Regions from separate parts of the Zea mays genome. Here regions 1 and 2 are each linked to region 3. A link is a contact called in public Hi-C data. All regions are on one chromosome and are shown on one strand. The core of a region is the stretch at or near the end of the contact, and the rest is flanking DNA. Distances in the headings are between cores, read along the strand shown. Region 1 holds the start of LOC100284707 (elongation factor 1-alpha). Region 2 holds the start of LOC100279865 (Internal alternative NAD(P)H-ubiquinone oxidoreductase A1 mitochondrial). Region 3 holds the start of LOC100381780.

What was found. Hi-C and Micro-C count contacts between places; a contact is called where the count stands out from the background.
Region 1: a Hi-C map of ear shows a contact between it and region 3, with 3 times the contacts expected there. The contact joins the promoter of LOC100284707 here to the promoter of LOC100381780 in region 3. A contact is called at or near these places in 5 of 25 Hi-C or Micro-C datasets (ear, leaf and tassel).
Region 2: a contact with region 3 is called in a Hi-C map of leaf, with 6 times the contacts expected there. The contact joins the promoter of LOC100279865 here to the promoter of LOC100381780 in region 3. A contact is called at or near these places in 3 of 25 Hi-C or Micro-C datasets (ear and leaf).

What each region holds. Positions count from the first base shown.
Region 1 is chr7:166,652,106-166,656,287 of Zm-B73-REFERENCE-NAM-5.0, reverse strand. LOC100284707 (elongation factor 1-alpha) reads right to left here and starts at 1,664. Exons shown (of 3, transcript NM_001323371.1): 1 at 1,595-1,664; 2 at 148-635; 3 at 1-8. The coding sequence starts at 609. It overlaps LOC100383275 (Sphingosine kinase 1), which reads right to left. Exons shown (of 10, transcript NM_001361983.1): 10 at 3,570-4,132. The coding sequence ends at 3,929.
Region 2 is chr7:166,948,923-166,953,350 of Zm-B73-REFERENCE-NAM-5.0, reverse strand. LOC100279865 (Internal alternative NAD(P)H-ubiquinone oxidoreductase A1 mitochondrial) reads right to left here and starts at 1,565. Exons shown (of 6, transcript NM_001367332.1): 1 at 1,381-1,565; 2 at 1-759. The coding sequence starts at 695.
Region 3 is chr7:166,784,192-166,788,417 of Zm-B73-REFERENCE-NAM-5.0, reverse strand. LOC100381780 reads right to left here and starts at 1,315. Exons shown (of 5, transcript NM_001174579.1): 1 at 1,161-1,315; 2 at 697-1,045; 3 at 1-613. The coding sequence starts at 918.

The sequences.
Region 1 (4,182 bases), core at 415-2,914, 130 kb after region 3:
GCATCCATCTGATTTAGCAATAGTTCGTTTAGTTTGCAGTATATACAGATAAAATTGCAGTATAATGCAGTACAGACAAACAGATAGTAGTCATTAGCTTTCATTGCGTACTGGAACATAGAGCATCAATCGAACTTTCAAAAGTACCTTGTTGCAGCAGCAGATCATCTGCCTCACACCAAGAGTGAAAGCAAGGAGCGCATGCTCACGGGTCTGGCCGTCCTTGGAGATACCAGCCTCGAAGCCACCAGTGGTGGAGTCAATGATGAGCACCGCACAATCAGCCTGGGAGGTGCCGGTGATCATGTTCTTGATGAAGTCACGGTGCCCAGGGGCATCAATCACGGTGCAGTAGTACTTGGTTGTCTCAAACTTCCACAGGGCAATGTCAATGGTGATGCCCCTCTCGCGCTCGGCCTTGAGCTTGTCAAGGACCCAGGCGTACTTGAAGGACCTCTTGTTCATCTCGGCAGCCTCCTTCTCAAACCTCTCGATGACACGCTTGTCAATGCCTCCAAGCTTGTAGATGAGGTGGCCGGTGGTTGTGGACTTGCCGGAGTCGACATGGCCAATGACCACAATGTTGATGTGAACCTTCTCCTTCCCCATGGCAACGGGAGCAGCTGACTAGAAAGCTGTATTCACAAAAAAAAGGATATATATAGCACGCAGTCAGGCAAAAGTTAAGATATACTACAATTAGCAGTTGAGAGGTTGGTATTTTTTTTAGAACAGTTGCGGCGATTCATTGACTAACATCAAATTAGAAACACATATGTACGTAAGCAGACTGGTAGATTAATTGTTCTTTTGTTTAGAATAGCAAAGACAACATAGTCAGTCATCAAGAAAACAGAGACCGTGCAGTCAGTGTTCACCCATCTGTAACTAGTAATTCATACCAATGAAAAGCAACCGAGCAAGACAAATCAGAGCATTCAACACAACTGCCGAATGAATACATAAAGATAGATGCAGCAGGAACAAATAATATAATATACTAATTAACCAAGCTATACAAGATGCCATGCTAATAAATATAAGTAGGCAAGCAAACATGATGTATCTAAACCAAGAATACACAGACAGATATTGCCTAGCAGGCTATGTGAGTGAGTCTGGCAGTGGAGCGAATTAAACAGGAGATGCCGAAACTAAATTGAAGCACCCAATAGGATTCGAACCTATATCAGAATTATATCAACTACAGTATACCACAAGGCCCGGTCCCACGGCCTCACCCGAGAGGATAGGAGATGAGACCCTCTGTTTTCACCGTTAGAAGATGGGAGCACCAATTTTAGTTGAATTTGAATTTAATCAGGTGGGCGATGCGATGATATATACTGTATAACTATTTGATTTGGTATATCTGCTTTATTATAAAAGTGGAAGAAAGAAAAACGATTGGTAGCTTAGCTAGGTGCGCGACATAAGAGCAACACTCCTAGTAATATATGCGTGAAGGACAAAAACTAGGGAACAATTTACAGAACTTGAAAGCCTAATAATGAATCGAGCATCAAACAATTCAGACAGAACTGAATAGTAACAACTGAATCAAAACCGTGAATTCAAGCACCCAGTGCCTTACCTCGACGGGGTAAGTCAACAGACAGAGCCGGGGGAGGGGAGAGGAGGCGGTCGAGGTGGGACTGAACGGTAAGGGAGGAATGGATGGCTCTGTTTATATAGCGCGCGCCTCAGCGCCGCACGGTCACCGGCCGGTCCGGCGGCTAGGGTTTGCGAGCGAGTACAGTCCTCGAGCTTTCGTAGCGCCTACGAACGCCCTGCCTTGACGGCTACCCTGCCCTAGGCCCACTCCACCACCGCTGCTTCACGCGCCGGTCACTCGTTCTCCGTGCCTTATCGTTTTCTTTTCTTTCGAAAAAACGGCGCTTCCTTTCCTTTTTCTCATATCAGAAGAACAAAAAAACATGTGATGAAGGATGGCGCACTTTGCTACGATGCTAGCGGGATTCTGCTTGTCAGAACCGATCTCTGTCTGGACTTTTCGGTTGTGGTTGAATGCATTAGAGATAATAGTTAGTATCTAAAATTAGTTAGAGACATCAAACATCCTAACTAATAGTTCAGCTATTAGTTATTTTTAGTAAATTAGCTAATAGTTAGCTAACTATTTGTTAGCTAGCTAATTCTACTAGTATATTTTTAGCTAATTAACTATTAGCTCTAGTGCATTTAAACACCCCCTAAAGCATGTTTCTACAATAAAGGTTTCTGTAGAAATCATTCAAATCAACATAAATACATAATCCACCAAATTGTTCCGATAAGAAGAATCCGTTGCTTCCTAAATATTAAGATCGTGTAGACTCCTTTGTCTTCCTCCACATACAAGATCCGTGATATCCAAATTCTTGTAATAGCTAGATTTATATATATATATATATATATATATATATATATATATATATATATATATGTGTGTGTGTCGTGTTCAGCGGGAATTGAAATTGTGTTTAGTTTAACTTCTAAAGTATGCTTGGTTTAGATGTAAACTGTGAGAAAGCTGATGTGTAATGTCTGCTGTAAGAAAATTGATGTGAGAAAAAAAAAAGTTAAAAGTCGTTTGATTTAAACCGATATGAGTTATCCACAGTAAACATATTGTATATTATTCATATGCATTTTGTTTAGCTATATATCTTAATCAATATATCTAACTAAATAATCGATTTTACATTTGTGTTATTGATATTTTTACAAATAAATCAATTTTACAATTGAATTTTAATATTCTATTAAAAATATTTTAGTTTATTCATTGTAACGACTTAATTATTTTTAACCATATTTGGTTTGCTCGGATAATCAGCAAACACAATGCCCAAGCTGCTTTTATATTTGTACCATAGAAAAAAATATTTTTTCAAAATAGCTGCAGAAAAATTAATTCAGCTTGTGCTTTTTAAAGTAGGAACAGGTGCAAAAAAAAGCTAAACCAAACTCACCTAAACATTATTCCTACTTTTAAGAAACATAACCCCAACAAAAAGGTGGAACCTCAAACTGATTATCTAGACAAAGCTCCTCTGCTTTCGCGTAGTCCAATCTTCTTTTTAGCACATTAGATCGTTTTTAGCTTTTAGTTTTCTATTTTTCGAAATGGCTAAAAATATAGAGATGTTTTATAATTATTTTAAAAAAGATAAAGATAGTTAGTGAGCACGCTTTATAGTTATTTCCGTCGAGCAAGTTTTAAGGGCTTTTCAGGAACAGTCCTAAGATAATATTGATATTTAAGGACACACGGTATTTTAGACAAAAAGTGTTTGTGAGATACTTATATACTTAGCGATATAAACATCTGTTCTATATATAGACTTGAACCCCTTGGCGGAGCTTTGGCTCTAGCTTTTATAGGATAGCTTTTATAGGATCCACAAAAAGGAACGGAGGGACACCTTCATGCGGAGACGAACCGACAAGGATGAACAGAAGGAGGAGCTCCGACAGAACCGACAAGGATGAACAGAAGGAGGAGCTCCGACGAGGACCAAGAGACCAGAGCACTACCAAGCCAAGACTTAGATGCAAGTGGAAGCTTTTCAGGTTAATTAAACACCAATTTTGCAGGAAAACAGTCCACTGTTTGTCAAGGGACAATCAACAACACACACAAGGTGAAAAAAAGAATAGGAGCTGCCCACAGCCCACTTGTCATTTTCTCACGCTAACACTAAAAGCGGCGGCCATGTGGGCTGTGGCCGTGAAAAGAAAACAATCTCTTGACGGAGATAAAGGATCTGTCCCTCTTGTGTTTTGGCTCATCGCTCATCCACTGGAGTGGGGTGTGACCGTGTGACTAATATTTACATATAGAGTCACATGGTTCTACTCGAGAAAATGGCAGGGCTAACGAAGCAAAGTCCTCGCAGGCGGTGGAGAACAGATAGAAGAATCGTCATCTCGGGGAGAAGATGGTGGCCAGCCCCTGGTCCACCGTCAGCTGGATGGGCGGGCCGTACGCCATCAGGTGCCCCGGCTCGTCGCCGGCGCGGGAGTGGGACCCGTCGCCCCTCGCGAGCACCTCCCCGTCCGAGTCGATGATACCGCCCTTGGTGCTGCTGCCCACGCGCAGGCCCGGCTCGATCCGGATCGCCTTCACCTGCCGTTCGTCAGAGTTGCCCAGCGCACCTCGTTATGCTTTGATGACAG
Region 2 (4,428 bases), core at 316-2,815, 160 kb before region 3:
ACCAGCTTGTCGTAGGCGACCTTGAACCGGTACGGGTGGCAGGGCAGCTGTCCGTCGCTGGACGCGGCCTCGCAGTACACCTCGTGCGCCTTGGTGTCGACGCCGGTGCAGGAGGCGAGGAAGAAGTAGGAGCCGGGGCGGGTGGCGAGCGCCGACTGGATGCGGCTGACGGGCTCGACGACGGAGCGGAACTCGAGCGTGCCGACGCACGTGGACGCCAGCAGCGGCGTGAACACCATGTGGTTCCGGGGGGACACGCACACGACGTCGTAGGCGCGCGTGTCCACGTCCTTGAGCAGCCGGCACGCCGCCCACCCGGTGCCCAGCACCACGACGCGGGGCTTCTCCCCGGGCCGCGTCGGGCCGAGGCTCGGCATCTGGCGAGGCGGCGCCGCCACGGCCTCGGACTCCCTCGCCTCCGCGTCCGAGAGCTCTGCCACCACTGCCGCGGACGACGCCGGGTGAAGCCTCGCGGGCGTGGTCACGATGCCCCTGCTCGGCGGCTGGAGGAGGTGGCCGGCGGACCTTCCCGCGAGGCTGTGGAGCGACGACGCGTGCTGGCCCCGGGCGCGGGACAGCGCGGCAGCACTGCGCAGCGTGGAAGCCGCCGACGCGCCGTCGTAGAAGGTCCTCGACAGGGACAGCGACAGCGACAGCTGCGCTCCCCTCCCGATCCTAGACCACACCGCCGCCATCTGCGGGAGCAGCTGCTTCAACCTTCAAGCGTGCGAGGGAAGTCCAAGTGTCCAACCAAACGAACTGCATTCAGGAGTGTGTGCATAACTGATGACAAATCTGCACGAAAATATATATGTCTGTGTGTCTGTAGACAACGCAAGCACAGCAAAAAGGACATGACGACTGCGACTTGGCTTTGTTTCCATGCGCATTTTCCCTGGGAGAAGTTTCGGTGCTAAGAAAAAAATTGGGCATGTGGTTAGTACGCTGATATTGACCAGCCCAGGAATTTGGAACTGACGAACTGTGTGTGCATCTACGACTTGTACTCCAAGTAAAAGCAGTCTCAAATTGTTTCCCCAGAAAAATTTGCTTTGCCGGAGAGAAGAACAAAAGCCCGTAGGCAAATCAGAACCCGCGCATGTACCACGTCGTGCAGGAGGAATATATACGGATGAACTCATCCGTAGCCACGCGCCCACGCGCATGGAAAACAAGCGGAACATTACAACGTAACCAGGAAAAAAAAACCCGGCCGCGGTCGATGGCGCGTTGTGCCCGCCGCTGCCCGCCATGGAATTTCGTTCATGGTTCCACATCCCAGTTCCCTCTCAGCCCGCGCGTACAACCCAAGAGCCCCAGCTTTCGTGGATGGCCGTTCCAGAACGCACACAAACGCGGGTAAAGTTTTCGAAGGATTACCGTGCGAAGATGACAACGAAGGCGACGAGGGAGAGGGAGAATCATCGGACGACGTCACGGCCTGTCGACATCGATCGCCTCCAAGATTACCAACAGAGCATCGCCGCGACAAGGACAGAGGGTATATGTAAATAATATGGAAGGAAATGGGACAAGGGTTTCGGGAAAATCTGGAGATATTGAGCCACGGCCCGTGCTCGTGTTGCTGCCTCACTTTATTTTATTTCCTGACTTGCCGGAGGGGGATCTCGCGGTCGCGGCGGGGAGACCTCGACTTGCGTAGCAAGAAGAAGAAATCGACCGGGACCCCACAAGCCCTCTCGTCTGCCCGGGTCTCTATGCGCGGTAGCCGCTGCCCGCTGGAACCCCTCGCAATCTCCAGTACACTCCCTTATACACGTTCTTCTTGAAACATCTTAGAATAAATTTAACAATTTCTCCTCATAAATCCTTATATTCATACCTTCTATTCATATTTAAATATCTTCTTCTTCCTCCGCCTTCACTTTATCTCAACCATTCTCCCTATTAGGTCTTCATATACATTTTAACTAAGCTGTTTGGCTTTTAAACATGCGTTTTTGGAGTTCAAAAAAAATTACTGCAATGTCTGTAGAATCGTAATACATATTATTATTAGGTAATTAAACTTGAAAAAATATTAGTTTTACCGATAAAACACTGATGAACGAAAAGAGAAGATTAGAGCCCCTCTATAGAGGGGATTTTCTTTATCTCCTGCAAAAGAAAGGGGCCATGGGGAACGTTAGGCCTATTCGGCAACTGAATAGAGGGGGAGCAAATGGGGAGACGTTGGATGCAGCCTTAACTTGTCTGCGATGAACGCTATATATGCTCACCTACTTTAAATATAAAGAATTAATAATATATTCTAAAGTCTTCTCTAAATATAGAGATATGCTAGGCAACCAATTAGACCCTATGCCTTGATGTCCTCTTGTTTTATCAAATTTTGGTTTTATGTTCTTTACTGAAATGGCCATTTACATTAGGAGATGGCTGATAAGGTAGTGCATGTTGAGGTAGATGAGGTTGATGTTGTTGAGACACCTGTTGCTCCTGTTGCTAGGAAGCAAAGAGCTATGAGGTGGACATGTGTGACGTCCTCCTTTGTCCTAAGGCATATGTGCAAGTTGATATTCACTAGTGCTAGGACTGACAAAGGTTTCAAAGAGGTTCATCTAAACTAGATCGCTAAGTCTCTTCAAGAGTTTAGTGGCATGAGGTGGCTAGCGCACAAGTCTACAACCACCTGCGTAAGTGTAGGCAGAGGTAGATTACGGTGAGTAAGTTTAGAGAGATTAATGGGGTTTTATGAGATGAGGACAATTTCAAGATTACATTAGAGCAAGAGCACTATAGGGGTCATGTGAGGGTGTGTGTAGTCTTTACATGTCATTTTATGAGGTTCTACTTCCCTCTTCTCTATACTTTCTTTGCATGCATTCTAGGTACACCCTAAGAGCATCTCCAACAGTTCCTAAGATTTCTACTCTCAATATCTTTATATCGGACTCCTCTCAAAAGTCTAAAAGCCCAAAAAACATACACTACTCCAACAACTCCTTATACGTACCCAATACAGTCCATCTAGCTCATTGATCGTTTTGTTAACTGCTGCGCCGCTGGCCGCCGGGTACTGCATGGTACATTGAGGATTACAAGCTAGTACATTGTGCTCATGGTAGTGTACTACAACATCTCACGATAGCCGAGCCTTACATAGAGGAACACCTGGATGAGCTTCGTAAAGAAAATCAGAACCGCACAGAGGACTGGATCATGAGGGAGCACAAACATCGTTTCAACGAATGGTTAATGGACAAAAACATCTCATTCAGAGACTCTTTGGAAGAGAAAACAATGAAGAATTTGGCTTTCTGGGCCATCGTGTTTTGTGACATCATGGCAAGCATATGACATCAATGGGTACACATTCTACACTAAATCAAAAGACATGAAAAGTGTTGCACAAAATAGCGGTGTTCGTATCGATGCTTTTGACCTACATGGACAGAAGACCACATATTTTGGATTCATAGAGGAAATATGGGAACTTGATTATGGCCCAAGCATGAAAATACCTTATTGAGAGCACCTAGAGGGGGGTGAATAGGTGATCCTGTGAAACTTAAACTTATAGCCACAAAAACTTGTTAAGTGTTAGCACAATAATCGCCAAGTGGCTAGAGATGAGTCTCAACAAAACACAATACCACAAAAGATCAACACAGAGAAGACACAGTGGTTTATCCCGTGGTTCGACCAAGTACAACACTTGCCTACTCCACGTTGTGGCGTCCCAACGGACGAGAGTTGCACTCAACTCCTCTCAAGTGATCCAATGATCAACTTGAATACCACAGTGTTATGCTTTTCCTTTCAATATCCCGTTTGCGAGGAATCTCCACAACTTGGAGTCTCTCGCCCTTATACTTGAGATTCACAAAGAAATACGGAGTAAGGGAGGGAAGCAACCCACACAAATCCACAGCAAAATGCGCACACACACGGCCAAGAATCGAGCTCAAAAGACTATCTCAAAGTTCTCACTAGAACGGAGCTCGAATCACTAAGAATGACAAACGGATGCGCAAAGACTGAGTGTGGATGATCAAGAATGCTCTAAGGTTGCTTAGTGTTCTCCTCCATGCGCCTAGGGGTCCCTTTTATAGCCCCAAGGCAGCTAGGAGCCGTTGAGAGCAATTCTGGAAGGCTGATCTTGCCTTCTGTCATCGGGCGCACCGGACAGTCCGGTGCACACCGGACACTGTCCGGTGCCCGATCTCCTTCCTAAAATGGCGCAGCCGACCGTTGCACGCCAGAGAGCCGTTGGCGCACCGGACATGTCCGGTGCACACCGGACAGTCCGGTGCCCCCTTCTAGCCGTTGGCTCGGCCACGTGTCACGCGCAGATCGCGCGGCCGACCGTTGGCCCGGCCGACCGTTGGCTCACCGGACAGTCCGGTGTACACCGGACAGTCCGGTGTACACCGGACAGTCCGGTGAATTTTAGCCGTACGCCGT
Region 3 (4,226 bases), core at 66-2,565:
ATCCTTCTTTTGAACAAACAAACATTCTTCTGGTTATAACATTCTCATTATTCACCGTCATGCTAGCCCTGCGCACGCTGAACCCAATTTTCCCCGCATACATGCTGTAAAATTCATATGCCTCGTCTTCATTCTCAAATTCTGGTGTACTCACGGTATCATCTGCCAGGTTTTCTCTCGCAGCCCGTGCTTTGCGCCTGATTTTCTTTGTTTTCAGCATATGAACTGTAGAGGCTGTTGCCAGCTGATGGTTATGATTCGGCACAAACTCTGTCAAACGGTACTTGCCATTAGCAGTAAGTCTAATGGTCAAGCTTGCAGGGCATCCAATTCGTGTTTCGGGACGTGGGCACTTTGCTTCCTTTGCTCCCTTCTTCTTCTCCCGAAACCCCTCTCTCGAGCACACAAAAGTTCTCCTAGTGATTATGTTCTTTGACGTCGTCCAGAGCGTTGACCTTCGGACAAAGAAGCCCACCTTTTCCGCATATGCATTGTAGAACTCATACGCATCGCTTTCACCATCGAACAACATATTCACCTTGGGCAACATCTTCTCGTCACAGCTATCGATCGCAGGGTTAACATCTGCTGCAGCCACATCCTCCAGAGCATCCTGCCCATCAATAAACAGAATAAGAACAGTAGGCATTGTTCCTCATTAACAGAAAGGAGTTGGAATCGGGTCAGAGAGCGAACCACATTTTGGTGCGGAAGCAGCAACGGGACTGGCAAATGAGGAGGCCAAGCTGCACAAGGGCGCAGGAGTACTACATGGCCAGGCCAAGACGGCTGCGCCAGCCTCGGGTCTATGGCAGGACTTCCTGTTGCATTGACAGGCGTGAGAGTCTGCACCAGAGGAGGCCCCGTCGCAGGCCTCGGTATAACTTGTGGATCCTTCTCCCCAGGTGCTGATGGCATCAGGGTGTCTTGAACTCCCAATTTTTTGGTAGTAATTTGAACGCCCTCAACACGGAACCCAAGCCCTCTAGGGACAATTGAGAGTTCGAGACCGATCCTTGAGCACGAGATGGATCACCAGCTGTCACTGAACCCAGAAAATAAAACGGACGCTCGATTGGACTAGCACCTACGCCACTGATGGAGGAGCGGAAAATCGGATGTGATTGCTCCTCGGGAACAAGGAAGTTAGGGTTCCTTACCAACAAACAAAAATGAATTCTGAATCTCCAGTCAACACGAACCTAATACCAGTAGCCGGACAGTGGGCCGATTAATACAAGTACGACTGGAAGAGCTCACTCGGGTGGCTGGTTTCTGCGGCGGCGCCGGCCGACGGGCAAAGAAGAGGACGGCGATGACGGAGTCAGACTCTTCGTTACTGACTGAAGAAGGCTACAAAAAAAGGGGGGGATGGGCTGGGCTGGCGCAACGGACGGACGGCATTGCATTTGCATCTGATGGATGGACCAGCCCGCACAAAGTGGACCGGCCGCTTTCGGCCATTTTGCCAGGCCGTTTTTTTGGGGAGGGGGGGAGGGCGTGTATCAGGTACTTCCTGAGTTAATGTCATGATTTTAAAGTTTACAAATATAAATTAAACAAGTTAATCCTTTCCTTCTAAATTGTAAGATTTATTAGTATTATATACTCGCACTATATCTAGATATGCAACAAAAGCAATATATTTTAAAAAAGGGAAATTTGGATCCATACCATTAAAAGATCACCACTTTGGATCCATACCATTACTATCTCACTTACATGTGAGTCCACATGAGTCAATGACATGTGGGGTCCATGATATATATCTAAAGTTTGGATCTTTTAATGGTATAGATCCAATTGTTCCTTAAAAAACCAAAACATCTTCATGTAGAACAAGGAAGTACCTCCGTCAGCTCTTGGTTGTTTAAACTACCTCTCCACAGGGGCTTGAAATGGGTTTTAAGGTGGTTTTTATTTTTATTAAAAATCAAGTAAATAGATAATGGTATTTTTAAACCATAATCTCTACTACTTATTAAGTAAGCAATAGTAGTCTGCCTCTGACATGTTCTGCCACCAATCATGTTCTGCCGTTCTGCCACCAGCCGCACGCCCGTACAACAAAATTCTAACACGGCCGGTTGCGCAACAAAATGAACAGTACTCATAGGTTTATAAGTCGCATTCCATCTCTCTTAGTGAGCAACATATGATACACAACTGCGCTTATAAGCCATGTTCCGTCATTCTGAATGGTCGATGTGGTACTAATCAAACAAATGCCATACCAGCGCGCCTGTGTCTGTGGTTTGTGCGGCCCAGTGATTTACGTGTAGACCAGAGGCCCATCGTAGCCCAGTGGCGCCCAGCGTGCGGCCTCGCATCTGACCTAACCACCGCTGCACACGCTCGGCGTGCGTCGCCGCCCCCCTGTTAGCGCCCTGCCTCCCGCCCCCACCCCTCTGTGCAAGCCGCCGCCTGCCTCCCATCCCCACCTCTGCGCATTCGCATCCTCCGTCGTGGCCTCATTCTCGTTCGCCTCTGCCTCCGCGGCGACGTCTAGCGCCAGCCACCCCGCCATCGAAGCCTGAGTTGCAGGGCACGGCAAGCAACCGCTCTCCTCATGACCTCCTCCCCCAGGTCAGTGGACTCCCCCCTACCCCCACCTCTTTATGTGAGCGTGAGGGGTGAGGAAGGAGCAGCCGGAGCTGGATCTCTCTCTGTCTCGGGGTTGCAGCTGGCCAAGACCCTCCCCTCCTCCGCCCTGCATCATAAGTCCGTCTCTTCTTCGATTCGTGTGGGAGTCACTCACGCAACGGCAATCCTCGTCCTGCATCCTAGGCCGGGCCGCCGGGGGACGAAGAGCCGCCACCTCTTTCCGTTTAGATTATCGTTCCTCTGTGTGCGTGCGCGCGTCTCGTTACTGTTAGCCGTTCTCGTGGCCCTTGACCAGGGCCGGCCGCCGATCTCTGCATTGGCCCTTCGTTCTGCTGCACAAGTTTGGCCATGGATTTGGTTCTGGTTCTGCCCACTGCTCTTCTTCAGGGGAGATGGGGGAATGCGTCAGGATTTTCCTTTCCTTCCCGTTGCGCTTCTTGTTCTTTGGGAAGGAGAAATGCGACGAGTTCGTCCTTCTTCTTTTTTGGTAGTTTCTGTTCTGGACCCCATTTCGCCCCCACAGATATCGCCCGGTGAACCCCACTGTGTTGTAGGAAAATGCCTTGATTTCTGCTTTCCTTTCCTTGCGTCCATATTCGTACCGTCCTCGTTGGCAGCAGCAGATGGCGCCCCTGCCTTAGTAGGATTTAGAACTCGTTCGTCCTAAAGATTGTTCATTTCTTCCCATTATTATTATCATCCTCATTGGAGCTCGTCTCCGGTCTCCACAAGCAGCATCCAGTTCATGAAATGTTGCGAGCGTTGTGATTTCCTCTGGCTATTACTGCAGGTGTGGATTTCTGCCCGTGCTCTTCTTTTGGGGAGGCGATCTTAGGCCTGGGGTGATTGGTCCATGGGCGTTCTCTCGTCTTTATTGCGTTAGTTGGGGGCTTCTTTTCACTGCCCTCCTTTGCCCTTTCTTTTTTTTCTTTGCCAATTCTTTAACCATTGTCTGATGCTCCGTTCGCACTAATGAAGGTTGCTTCCGTTCTGCACTGACCTCGTTTCTGTGCCTTTGTGTAGCAAGATGGTACAATATTCGAGCTGTTTTTGAGGGTAGGGAGTAGGGTTCTGATTCTTCCCCTGGAAGTATTTTTTTCCCCAATAACTTTGGGTCTTTGTGGTGGCAAAACTTGGGTAGTTTTTTTCTTTCTTTCTGTTCTTGAACTGCGTCCACCTCCGTAGCATCTTCAGCAAGGACCTCCTCACGCACAAGCAGGTCATCTAGCTCACCAGGAAGATCAAGGACAGCATCTGAAGTACTCTGAAGTTTGATGAACAGCAAGGACATCCTCACGCACAAGTTTTATGAACAGTAAGTACTAGGAATGTAGCACCAAAGATGCCCTTCTTACCATTTATTTACAGTCAATAGATGCCCCCTTCTATATAGAGTATAGTCAGAGTGAGACCTAGAACAGAATGTGATTGAGATTTCTTTTTTATATTCTTTTTATAAGGAAAAGAGAAAGTGAAGAACATGACTGACATCAACTTCACAACCACGACATGCATCTATTGATCGTGGAACTAAGGATGATGCCCAAGCTTTCGCAGTAGGTTTCATTACCTCATTTTTATCGAGCTTTGCGTGGTTGTGGGAACTAATTTTAACTGCCTTC